Regions from separate parts of the Zea mays genome. Here region 2 is linked to region 1. Evidence: chromatin contacts called from public Hi-C data. All regions are on one chromosome and are shown on one strand. The core of a region is the stretch at or near the end of the contact, and the rest is flanking DNA. Distances in the headings are between cores, read along the strand shown.

Region 1 (5,861 bases), core at 1,861-4,360:
TAACATTTCAGATGTGTTTATAGCTAAACTGTAGATAATTCATCAACACAGAGATGAACATGATCAAATCCTCTCACATATAAGTTGTTAACTCATACAGAAGTAGCCATCAACTAATTAATAAGTAGGAAGAAGTAGGACACTGCTACAGACTAAATGTTGCAGCATTTAGCCATGAATCTGCTTCACAGTGGATTAAAAGAAAATCTCCAAATGCTTTCACTGGCAGGTCAAATAGAAGTAAAACTGGGGTCTGGGGCAGCACATTAGTAGCAGAGTTGTTTTCCAAAGGATGAAACTAAATATAAGACTTTAAGAAATAGTTCCTTTATTTAAATCATGAATTATGTTGGATAGAAAAATAGAGAGCAAATGTTTGTATGCATGCCAAATTGCAGGGGAAAATAATCAACGTAAATTATAGCAGAACACCCCAAATGTGAAAGCAAGCAAGAAGGACTGCAAAAGAAAACTGTACAAGTTAGTCTACAATGTGATAGCTCAACGCGTAAAATGCAACTTCAAGCTATAAACATTTGGAGATTATCTAGGACAAAGGATGGACATCCAGTACAATTCCTCAGCTTGTGGAATCTTAGGATTAAAGTATCAGTGTCTTGATCCACAGACACAATTGTTGGAGACTGGAGAGTGAAACCCCTAACCCTAACCCGTCTTGCAGCGGATTAGCAGGATACCGAATCATGCAAGATCCAGAATGTGCCACGCCAAAATTGAACATGGGATAGAAAATCTTTGCCGTTACCTGCACCTGTTGGCCTCTTTGCCCTGCCTCATACACTTGATGTTGTGGTCCGTGATAGTGGCTTGGATCCTTAGTCTCCACCCCCTGACAAGTGACCACTAACCAATCAGATAAGAGGAGTGTAACCTATAAACAATCTCAGAAAAGGCTAGGCTTTCTATTTAACGAAAGTTGAAGTACAAAACATATTCAGTTTTAGATGAGAGCAACTATTGTCAACTAATCGTGTAACAGTACACCAGATCAACATATGATACTCACTAAAATGCACTACATATCTAAATAAAGGCACACTAAGTTTCTATGTAAGATATATCTCATGAGCCGCTTTCATTTGCACATTGTAGGCCTGCCCCTTCATGCTGAGCTCCTTCGCAAGAGCCTTGTTGCCAACCAAGTAAGCCTGTCTAGCCTGTCAGGTGTATCCTTATGTGAATACCTTAGCAACTCATAAGATATACCAAATTTAAAAACAGTATGTTACAGATAGTGGACTCTATTCATGAAAAAAATGGACCTCATCGAACAGGTAAAGTAAATTGCAAATGTAGACTTCAGTATCCATAATGCTATAGTGCTTACCTGCTCAAAGCAGGTATTCCGGACCCTGGCAAAATCACGAGCCTCTCCCCTTGATTCTAAGTACATACTTGCTGGTGGATTGCATATACAGAGAGAAATTAATAAGCGATAATTGGATCACAGTAAAGGAACTCAAAAGTTAGCATAATTCTCCCTGATTTCTATGTATCCATTCCCGATTTTTCACTAAATGAAGAAAACAGGCAAGAGCAAAACTCATCCAAACATGAAACATAGAGGGAACTGTGCAATATGGACCAGAAAGACTTCAGAGTATCAGATGAGTATTACCCACTGCATCACCAGTCTCAAGCCATGGGGCAACTCTTCCGCTGCTGATGCTTTGAAACTTGTTCCCAGATGATTGTTTAGTGCTAGAACTGTACTGCTTGGGTACAGAAAGAGCTGAAATGCCTGCCTTTCTTGATTCTCAGTTTCCCACTGATTTTGATTCTGCAATGATATATAGAAAGAAATATGCAGAGAGAAATCACATAAACACAAGGTGAATTACGAATATCGCATGCACCTCCTCTCATTGAAATGCTCTCCGACTGATTATTTTTGTAATGATTAATCTCATTTATAGCACCCTAGGTCTTCCTTCTGGCACATGACACAGACAATTATTCAAACACAAGGGGTGCATTGCAGTTTCTGCCTCCGAGACGGCCGGCACCACCGCGGCTATGCGTCTGCATGGAGGGGAAGGCGAGGCGGGGGCATGGCGGGCACAGGGGGTTTTTATAGCAGCGTGGAGAAGGTGTGGATTGGGCCGGGGTGTTGGGATGACAGGGGCGGAGGAATAGTGGACGGGGCTGCGTACCTCCCGGGCGTGATGCGGGGATGGGCAGGCGCGCAGGGATGGCGATGGCGGGGTCGGACCTTCCATGATGGCGGGGCGTCGAGGGTGCAGAGAGCGGGGCGGGTCCTCCACACGATGCCCTTCCTTCCTTGGAGCAGTCGAGCGGGGATGGCGCGCGGGGATAGCGATGCGGGCGGGGTCGGACCTTCCATGCGTGGGGCACGACACCCTTCCTTCCTAGGAGCAGCCGAGCGGGGATGGCGATGCGAGCGGGGTCGGACCTTCCATGCGCGGGGCGTCGGGGGCGCGAGAGAGAGCGGACGACTGCAGGCAGAACCGTGCACCAAAATGTGTGTGTACGTCTACACTATTGTCTTATAGAGTAGTATATGATTAAATTAGAAAATGATAGATTCTTATTATTATAACAATTTGGCTCAATACGTGTTTATGTTAGTTTTATATGATTTTTACTAAATTGATTATTATAAAAACGTACTAAAAAGCTAAGTGTTTAATAGTCCGCACCCGTTTTAGTGGCACGAGATGAAACAAACATAACCCCAGGTCCATTGAAGAAAACCTAATACGTATCTCCGCAGGCCGCACAAAATCGCAAATATCTCCCAAGCAAACGAGTTCGCTGGACGCTCTGGCAAAAGGATTCGCAATGGATACACAACGAGCGGTCCACTCCCCGCGAGAGACGCAACCTCTGTCACCGATGCGCTTGCCAACGCTCTCATAAATATCCACTGACATGTAGGCCAATGCTTTTCAATGGGGCCTGGACCCAACCACTACCACCGAAAGCGTCAGCGACACAGCTAGTTTTTGGGTATACACGAGCACCGTATGCTCGTGTCCGATCCTATCGCCACCACCCTCTCGCCTCGCCATAAAGGGCGGGGGCCGCTAGGGTTAGCGCATCGGAATCAATCGTGTTTCTCGCCTCCACGCCGAGACCAATCCAGCCACCGCCAACTCTTTGCCTCGCCTCTCCGATTCGAGGGAACGATGGAGTGCGTCACCGATATGCCCCTCGCGACGCTGGACAGCCGACCGCGCAAGCGGCAGCGGCTCGGGTGGGACGTCGTTCCCGCCGAGATGTATCAGGTTACGCGGCCGCGGCTTGGTTGGGACGTCGGCCCCGCCGAGATGAATCAGGTATAATCTCATTTACAGTCTCCGTTTCCCTTGCCGATCTATTGTTTGGGATGTCGATTTTCCACGCGCAGCGCGTTTTGGTGCTGTTGTTCTAGGGTTAATAGTGGATCTGTAGAATAGCAGTACTGGTAACCGTAGATTGACTCGCTCTGTTGTCGATCTATCATATTACTCGCAGATTTAATACGATTGCTAGGGTCAAGTGGTTGATTTGTTCAGCTTATGATGGCTAGGGTTAGGTGGTTGATTTATTCATCGTGTGATGGGTGACCGGTGGTCAATATTGTTGTTAGGATTGTCATGTTATAGTCTGTACAATCATATATTTTTCATTATTTATTATACCTTTTTTTGTATTTATAATAATGGTTTTTTAAGCTGGTACCCTCGGTTTCGCTGGTGTGCCCATTTTTACCCTTAGTTGTGTTTTTTCTCAGTTTTGCCCTTCCCTTCTATAGCACTGGAAGGGCAAAGGGCAAAACTGAGCAAAAAAACACGACTAAGGGTAAAAATGAGCACACCAGCAAAACCGAGAGCACCACCTTAAAAAAAACCCAATAATCTGTCTGTCCTGTGTTGTGCTCTGTAGATGTTAATTTAGGAACTATAGGATTAAAGTAAATTATTCATTTATTGTTACAAGCAGTTTTATGTAGTCACCGCTGTGCCATAAGAACTTATGTACTTGTTAATGATTTTGCACAATGTTTTGAGACATGAAACACTTCCCTTTCTATATTGCTATTGTATAAACCGGCTGCGGCATGATGCTTTGGTGATTTGGTTGCTTAATAACTCAGTTCATTGGAAAATTTATTGGTTTGTCTCTCCATGTTCAGTTTGCACTTTGTGGACAAGAAGTTGTGAATGCCTTCAGTGCTGCAGTGTTGGGCCTATCTTCAGGTTGTGTTTCTTCTCAAGTCAACCAAGAGCAGCCTCATGATGGTTCCCCTCCTCTGAGAGAAGATGACAAGAATGGGCATTATGTTTTTGCTGTTGGAGATAATCTCACATCTCGCTGTAATTATCTGCCATCAGCGTCTCTTGTTGCCAATGCAAATCTGTTTCCATGGTTGGTTCTTATTGATTCTTTTCTATGCTTGCAGATAAGATCAATGCAAAAATGGGAGAAGGTCAGTTTGGATGACCATGTATTCTGAAATAGTTGATTTAACTCGCATTGGGCATGCCAATACATTCAGCAAATTTTGTCTATAACTGAATGTGTCTGGACTCTGGAATACACCAGGTACCTTTGGTCAGGTGTTGGAGTGTTGGGATAAGGAAACAAAAGAAATGGTGGCCATAAAGATCATCAGGGGCATTAAGAAGTACAGGGATGCTGCAATGATCGAAATTGGCATGCTTGAGAAGCTTGGTAAATATGGTGAAAGCAGATCCAGGTGAGTTTGCTGGTTCAGTTAGCACCTATATGCGTGCTTACGTTCATAAGATTGCTTGTATATAAGCTGGTCTATTTTGCAGTTGTGTTCAAATTCGGAACTGGTTTGACTATCGTAACCATATCTGTATTGTAAGTACATTGTTAGATTATGACAATTATGCACTGACCCAAAAATATAACCATATGGTGCTTAAACGTTGGTGAATTTGGATTAATGGTGAGCAGGTCTTTGAGAGGCTTGGACCAAGCTTATATGATTTTCTGAGGAAAAACAATTACCGCTCATTCCCAATTGCCCTAGTTCGGGAGTTTGCCAAACAACTGTTGGAATGTATAGCATGTGTGTGCACAGTTCTTTCTATTACCCCTCCTGCACTATAATGCATATACATTAGTTTTGTGCATTATCTGTGCTGCATTGCAGCCTGTCATTAATCCATTACTCATGCTTGTACTCCAGGGAGTATCTAACATCATGTGATGTTTTTGTATTTACCCTCTCTCTGTAATGTGTTGCAGTTATGCATGAATTGCGCCTCATACACACTGATTTAAAGCCTGAGAACATTCTCCTTGTTTCTCCGGAGTACATTAAAGTGCCTGATTACAAAGTATATCTTGTTCTTTTATATTTAATTCACCTACCCAAGATTTACCTTGTGCTATGCTTGTTCTTTTATTGTGTATTGGTAGCGGGGGTAGAAAAATATGGTACTGATCCTCTTTTTTCATTTGCCAGGTCTCATCCCAATCCCCAAAGGAGGGGTCCTATTACAAGCAGTTGCCCAAGTCTAGTGCTATCAAGGTGATTGATTTCGGTAGCACTACTTATGATCAACATGATCAGAGTTATGTGGTATCGACGAGGCACTATCGGGCTCCAGAAGTTATATTGGGTATCTATCGTGTCTATTGAAAAGCTTTTCCTAGTTCAGCTCGATTTGGTGATATTTTATGATTGTGTGGATCTTGTTCAGGACATGGATGGAGTTACCCATGTGATATCTGGAGTGTTGGTTGTATTCTTGTTGAGCTTTGCACGGTATGTTAATGGGACCTTGGCTTCATTTGGCATGTACAAGTACCAGGGGATCTGAGTTACCAAGGTTGTGCAGGGTGAGGCGTTATTCCAGACT
Region 2 (5,823 bases), core at 1,795-4,294, 500 kb before region 1:
ACTACCTGTGTGCAGCCGACTATTTGTTATAAACCTTTTGCTATTATCTATACTATACTTAAAGCACCAGTTTCAACGGCCGGCCCGCGCCATATTTTTACAAATAACCCCTCACGGTTATTTCAAATTAATCCGCTGCACGCCTTATAGATGGTTAAACGGCGGCCCGACACGTCAATGCCGACCTGCTGACTGTGTCGGACCAGCCAGTCGGCCCATTTGATTAAATCAGCGTAAAATGTTAAAAACGGTGCAAAAGGTGGGGTTCAAACATATGCCCTGATAGATGAAGGGCGGGAGACACGGGGTAAAACTGTCTAACCAATAGAACATCATACTAAGATATTTTTAATATTGAATATAAATTATATATATGTATATATGTTTTTTTAAATAAAAAATATAATCGTGCCGGGCCGAACCAGCACTACGGGTTGAGGCTACAGCCCAAGTACGTCACGACGTTTTTGGTTCTTGCAAACATTAGGTCGTTTTTGAGACCATATTGGCGCAATGGACTATATGGTGTTTGAGGTTGCTGAATTGGATGGAGCAACAATGATTTATCACACTAACAGTAAAATGAAAGGTTATTTGTTGGTTTTAAACGTTAGTAATTGCTATGAAGTAGCATAATTTGAATGGAGCGCATCCAGTTTTTATTGATGCCTGACTTTAGCAATCACTCCATATTTTGATCTATCTTTTTTATAAGTGAGTTCATGTGACTTATTTTAGAAACTTAAGCTCACAAACTTTCTCTTATTTGGTCTCTGTATGGTGAAATTATGTCATTTTATAATCTCTGTTCGTTCAGTCAGTCGTTGTGAACTCTCTTCTAATCGCTCACTTCATTGGCCGTATTGTACCAATACATATTGAATGGAGTAAATAATAACATCAGTTTGTCAAATCAAGAAATTATTATACGGAGAGCGGAGACAATCAATAAAAAATCTTGAAATTTTTTTAATGGATAGTTTACATAGGTATTGTTGTAAGCCGTCGCAACGCACAGGCAACCGACTAGTAGTACTTATATAGTTTAGTTTCATTACTTATAGCTTGAACTCTTTTTAAATAGTACCTATAAGTGTGAGTCATTTCTAAAATAGTATTCTAGCCTTATCTTATTTATTTTAAGTTGTTTTCTTATTCTCTAGCACTTAGAAGATATCTTTCTCCTTGCTTTTATGATACATTAAGGGCTAGTTTGGGAACACTAATTTCCCATGAGATTTTCATTTTCCCAAGGGAAAATGAACTAATTTCCCTTGGGAAAATGAAAATCCCATGGGAAATTAGTGTTCCCAAACTAGCCCTAACGAAAAAAATCTTGAAGGCTTAGTGTCGCCACGACTCGACATCTTTCTCACGTGCAGCCGCGGTCCTAACAAATCAAGGGCTCATAGTAAAACTTAAAGTAGAAACTCGTATTTTTATAACATACATAACATATATTGCTAATAAATGTTATAGAAATAATCATCTCAAGTAAAAATATATAATATATGGCTTCCTTAAAATTTTCTTCTAACATGTCTCAATGTGAAGTCATTGACGATGACATCAATATCAGTTTTATCTGCTAATATCATCTCGATACATAAAGTAGCCAAACTATTTAGTATTCTTATCACATTTTAGACTTTATTCAATTTTTAGCAACTTCAATTTTCAAAAGCTTCTTTTAACTAATGCAATAGTCACAGGCACAATCATAGGGCGCACGTCACAAACTCGTTTGAAGCGATCAGCTAATAGATGGCGCCACACGTTAGGTGCTAGGCTACGGAAGAGGAGACACATGAATATATGTGTTGTATGGCCAAGCACTCTAAACCAGTTATTTGTCACAAGGATCACGTGCTAGTTGGAATTTAATAATAAATATGTATAGTAATACGCTACCGACCTGGCCTACTGGAGGTGGGACCCCATAGAACCGGGGGCTCGAGGCGACCGCACCGCTTGCCTCCTTCACGGACCGGCCTTGCTCACACGGTCGTTAGCTGCCCTTCAGTTGTACCCCACTACACCTCAAACATCTACCATCGTTTTATTGATAAACTTAATTATTTTTTGCTTTATATACATAAACAAGTTTATTTTTATTTTACTTTATAGATAAATAAAATTTGCTATTAAATTAGAGTTGTATGAGACATGTGTTTTATATAGAGATGGCAATAGGGCCTTGATCTTTGATTCTCCGCGGTGAATGGAGAAGTTTCTGGTGAGGACATAGAAGCATTTCTCATTCCCTTTCCCAGCAAGGACTCGTTAAACTTATATGTGACGATGTTTTCGTATAATAGTTAATGATAAAATAAATAATTACCTTGTAACTAAACAATCATTGCACAAATATGTTTATTTTGATGTACACATAATAATTTCTTACATCTTACAATGTGTATAAGTGAATGTTTTACATTAATAACAAATGATGTATGTCTTAATTATAATTTAAGTGGGATAAATTTTCGATGAGGAACAAGAATGAGAAAGAAATATACCCTGTAAACGTTAGTGGGGATCCACCGAGATTTTTTTTGTAGTGGGAACGAAAATGAGGAGCTATTCGCATAAGTGAAATTCTTGGTTATTATCTTAGCTTTATATCCTAGTCTCCTTAAACCATATATTTAATTGATTTTTATTTTTATAAATTCATTTTTTAATTAAAATTATAGAAAACTTACCATAACTACTTCTAATGTCCTCCATGATTTATTAAACAGAATGAGATGCAAACGGGCGAAAGTTAGCAAGGAGTTTAGGTCTATATTAAATGAACTCATAGACTAAAGATAAAAAAATGTATGTAATTTTAAGTAATAGGAAATAAAAAAGTAAAATTAAAATAACAATGAGACTAAAATATTATTTTAGAGAAACTCTATATTTGAAAGTATTACTATTTTAAAGAAGTCTAAACTGAAGTACAGTTACGGAACAACCAACTTGCCAGAGGACGACACGACCCAGGCCACAGACCCTGCCCCGCCGGCACCGAACGGCTACTGTAAATGTCGTGACCGTCTCGTCCCCGTCCAGTCCACCTTTTCCTCCTCTCCGACTCCACCGCCGTCACGCCATCTCGCCGGGGGCGGAACCCCGACCGCGAGTATGGGGAACATCTTCGTGAAGAAGCCCAAGATCACTGACGTCGATAGGGCCATCCTCACCCTCAAGACGCAGCGCCGCAAGCTCGCCCAGTTTCAACAGCAGGTCTGCCTCCCCCTCCCCTCGCCTCCCCTTCCGTGGCACCCTTCCCTGCCGTGAGCTACGGATGGTCCGTCATCCTCGCTTGTGTCGAATTCCGGCCGTCCTCTGTCGCGCCGTGGGATCGTGTCAGATTCGGTGTCCGTCTCGCGTCGTCGCGCGGGAGCTGCTGTAGGTGGCAATTGGGATCTGGGGTTGGATAGAGCGGCGTCGATCGATGAATCGGAGTAACTTGCGAGTTTCTAGTTTTCCAGGGAATTATCGTGTCTTGATCGGTTGGTTTCGCATAGGGTGCCCTGATTGGAGTCGTGTCACAGCACCGATCCAGGTCGATATATATGCCTCGTGATCGGGAGTGAAGAAAAATTCTCTCCTTGTAATATTCCATGCTATAGTCCAGCCAATCAACGTTATAACTGCTAATTTTGTTCGTACAGACATCAATACATCAGTTTCTGGAGCGCATTTCAAGACTCGTTTTTGCTTTCGCCACACCTTACAGTGTATTACAATAATTGGTGTTGGATTTGTGAAATTTGCTTGCTAGTACAGACAGTTTAACTTGATGTACTTGGATGTTATAGTTCATCTTTTGATTCTAGCTTAATACAACATGTTGTCATCAGGTGCTGACTATCCTGATTAGATGGTCATGATCCTCAGTTCATCACATTTAATCATTGCAATATCACCTCTGCTAAAAATATAGGAGTGTATTTATGTATGCTTCTCTTCCCTTCCAGCTTGAGAAGGTAATCGAAGCAGAAAAGGAAGCTGCACGGCAGTTGGTTCAACAGAAGAAGAGAGACAGAGCTTTGATTGCTCTGAAGAAGAAGAAAGCTCAGGAAGAGCTGTTGAAACAAGTTGACACATGGCAAATGAATGTTGAACAACAGGTTTGTAGTTCATTCAAATAATTGTTCTTTAATACCAATTAATAAATATTGTCGTGTAGGGCTGAAGTTCTACATTTCTTATTGAAGTTAAGCAGCATTGAGTTTCTTAATTTGATGTATGATAACCTGACAGAGTATTTTCGTTCGCTTGGTTTAGCTGGCAGATATTGAACTAGCAAGTAAACAAAAGGCTGTATTTGAAAGCCTGAAGGCTGGAAATGCTGCCCTGAAGTCTATACAGAATGAGATAAACATTGATGATGTCCAAAAGCTGATGGATGACACAGCCGAGGCTAAGGCTTATCAAGATGTAAGTTCAATTAGTTGTACCTGTATACATTCATTTGATCATTTCTATAGGGCACTATGCACTTGGAGTAAATCCGCTGCCAATCTCGTTGGGATTGTCTCTTCTAAGTAACTTCATTTACAGCATCCTTATTAAGATACATACAATTGCACTTCAAATCGGATGTTGCAAATATCCCCTTTGGTTTTGTTTTGCCAGCAAATTCGTATACTGTATAGGCATTGTGATAGCAACACGTCAGAGTGAAATTATGGAGTGCAAACCTATCCCGTCTGAATATATAAGTATTGCCTGCTTCCATCCAGTCGTTTGTGGCAACTATGGTTGTGTGCCTATTTTCAGATTTTCATCATAACTAGTTTTGAGCATGGTGATAATGTTGGGTGTAGGTAGTAAGTGATTAAATGTGGTTGGGACTACTGTTATCACCCTTGTGAAATTGTGACCTATATACAAGTAGTTCTACATTCTTCTTTCCTTCTAAGGCTTCATAAAAAGCATACCTTCTGTTGAATTGTTATGATGTTGCCACAACTGCAAAAGAGTGGGCCTATTTCCTTTTTAGTGACTTGTCCAATCACTTGTCGATTTCAGGAAATAAATGCTGTTCTGGGCGAGCAGCTTTCAGCTGAGGATGAAGAAGCTGTCATGGCCGAGTTTGAAAATTTGGAAGCTCAGGTTTGGCCAACAAAGCATCTAGAGTTCTTATCTGTTGAGAAGCAACCCAAAATTATGCCATTTATACAAATGAGCCTGAAAGTTCCACTTTGTACCAGATTTACTTTTCACTCTTGGTCATAAATCCACCTCTCGTGTATAAATATTGTCCTTGTCCTTGCTCAGGCTGAACCAGAAAGAAGGCCCACGAATTATGTCTAACAATCTGATTCCCTATGAATGCTAACATCACAGTAGGCATTACAGGGCTTAACCTCTGATTAGTCTCTCTCCCATGATCCTCAGCTATTCTGATTCATTTTATTTATTCACGTAAGCACTTGAAATGCTCCAAAAATGTTTTTATCTGACCTCTTTTTAGTGGCATGAGCATGACAATGTCAATGATTTTGAGCAATCACACTTAAAAGCTCCAGAATCTGAAATGAGACATAGACAGTTCTGTTTATGTCTTGCTAGTTTAAAGTCTATCTTAGTTCTCACATCGCCTTCCTTTGCAGCTTGCCGTTGAGTCTTTGCCAGACGCTCCTGCTACCGAAGTAAGGCCTGAAGAGAAAACGAAAGCTCCGGCTGACACAGAAGCTGCTCCTGAGGACATCGATGACGTTATTGAGCTTCCTGATGTGCCTACGAAAGTGCCAGAGAGGCCTGAAGCTCCAGAAAAAAACAAAGGTTTCGATCTCGTGTTATTATCCCATTCTATATTTTTAT

Evidence for each region. A called contact is a pair of places that touch in the nucleus more often than the background predicts.
Region 2: a contact with region 1 is called in a Hi-C map of endosperm, with 2.4 times the contacts expected there. The contact joins the promoter of LOC100216677 here to the promoter of LOC100280413 in region 1. A contact is called at or near these places in 4 of 25 Hi-C or Micro-C datasets (ear, endosperm, leaf and 1 more).

What each region holds. Positions count from the first base shown.
Region 1 is chr4:136,230,857-136,236,717 of Zm-B73-REFERENCE-NAM-5.0, reverse strand. It overlaps LOC100280413, which reads left to right and starts at 3,110. Exons shown (of 12, transcript NM_001361074.1): 1 at 3,110-3,320; 2 at 4,160-4,340; 3 at 4,427-4,453; 4 at 4,570-4,723; 5 at 4,806-4,854; 6 at 4,951-5,065; 7 at 5,245-5,336; 8 at 5,465-5,621; 9 at 5,703-5,767; 10 at 5,841-5,861. The coding sequence starts at 3,171. It overlaps LOC103653715 (a long non-coding RNA gene), which reads right to left and starts at 2,443. Exons shown (of 3, transcript XR_002268777.2): 1 at 1,640-2,443; 2 at 1,349-1,419; 3 at 753-1,178.
Region 2 is chr4:136,732,283-136,738,105 of Zm-B73-REFERENCE-NAM-5.0, reverse strand. LOC100216677 (Vacuolar protein sorting-associated protein 20 homolog 2) reads left to right here and starts at 3,044. Exons shown (of 6, transcript NM_001143085.1): 1 at 3,044-3,234; 2 at 3,972-4,124; 3 at 4,282-4,434; 4 at 5,029-5,112; 5 at 5,613-5,784. The coding sequence starts at 3,133.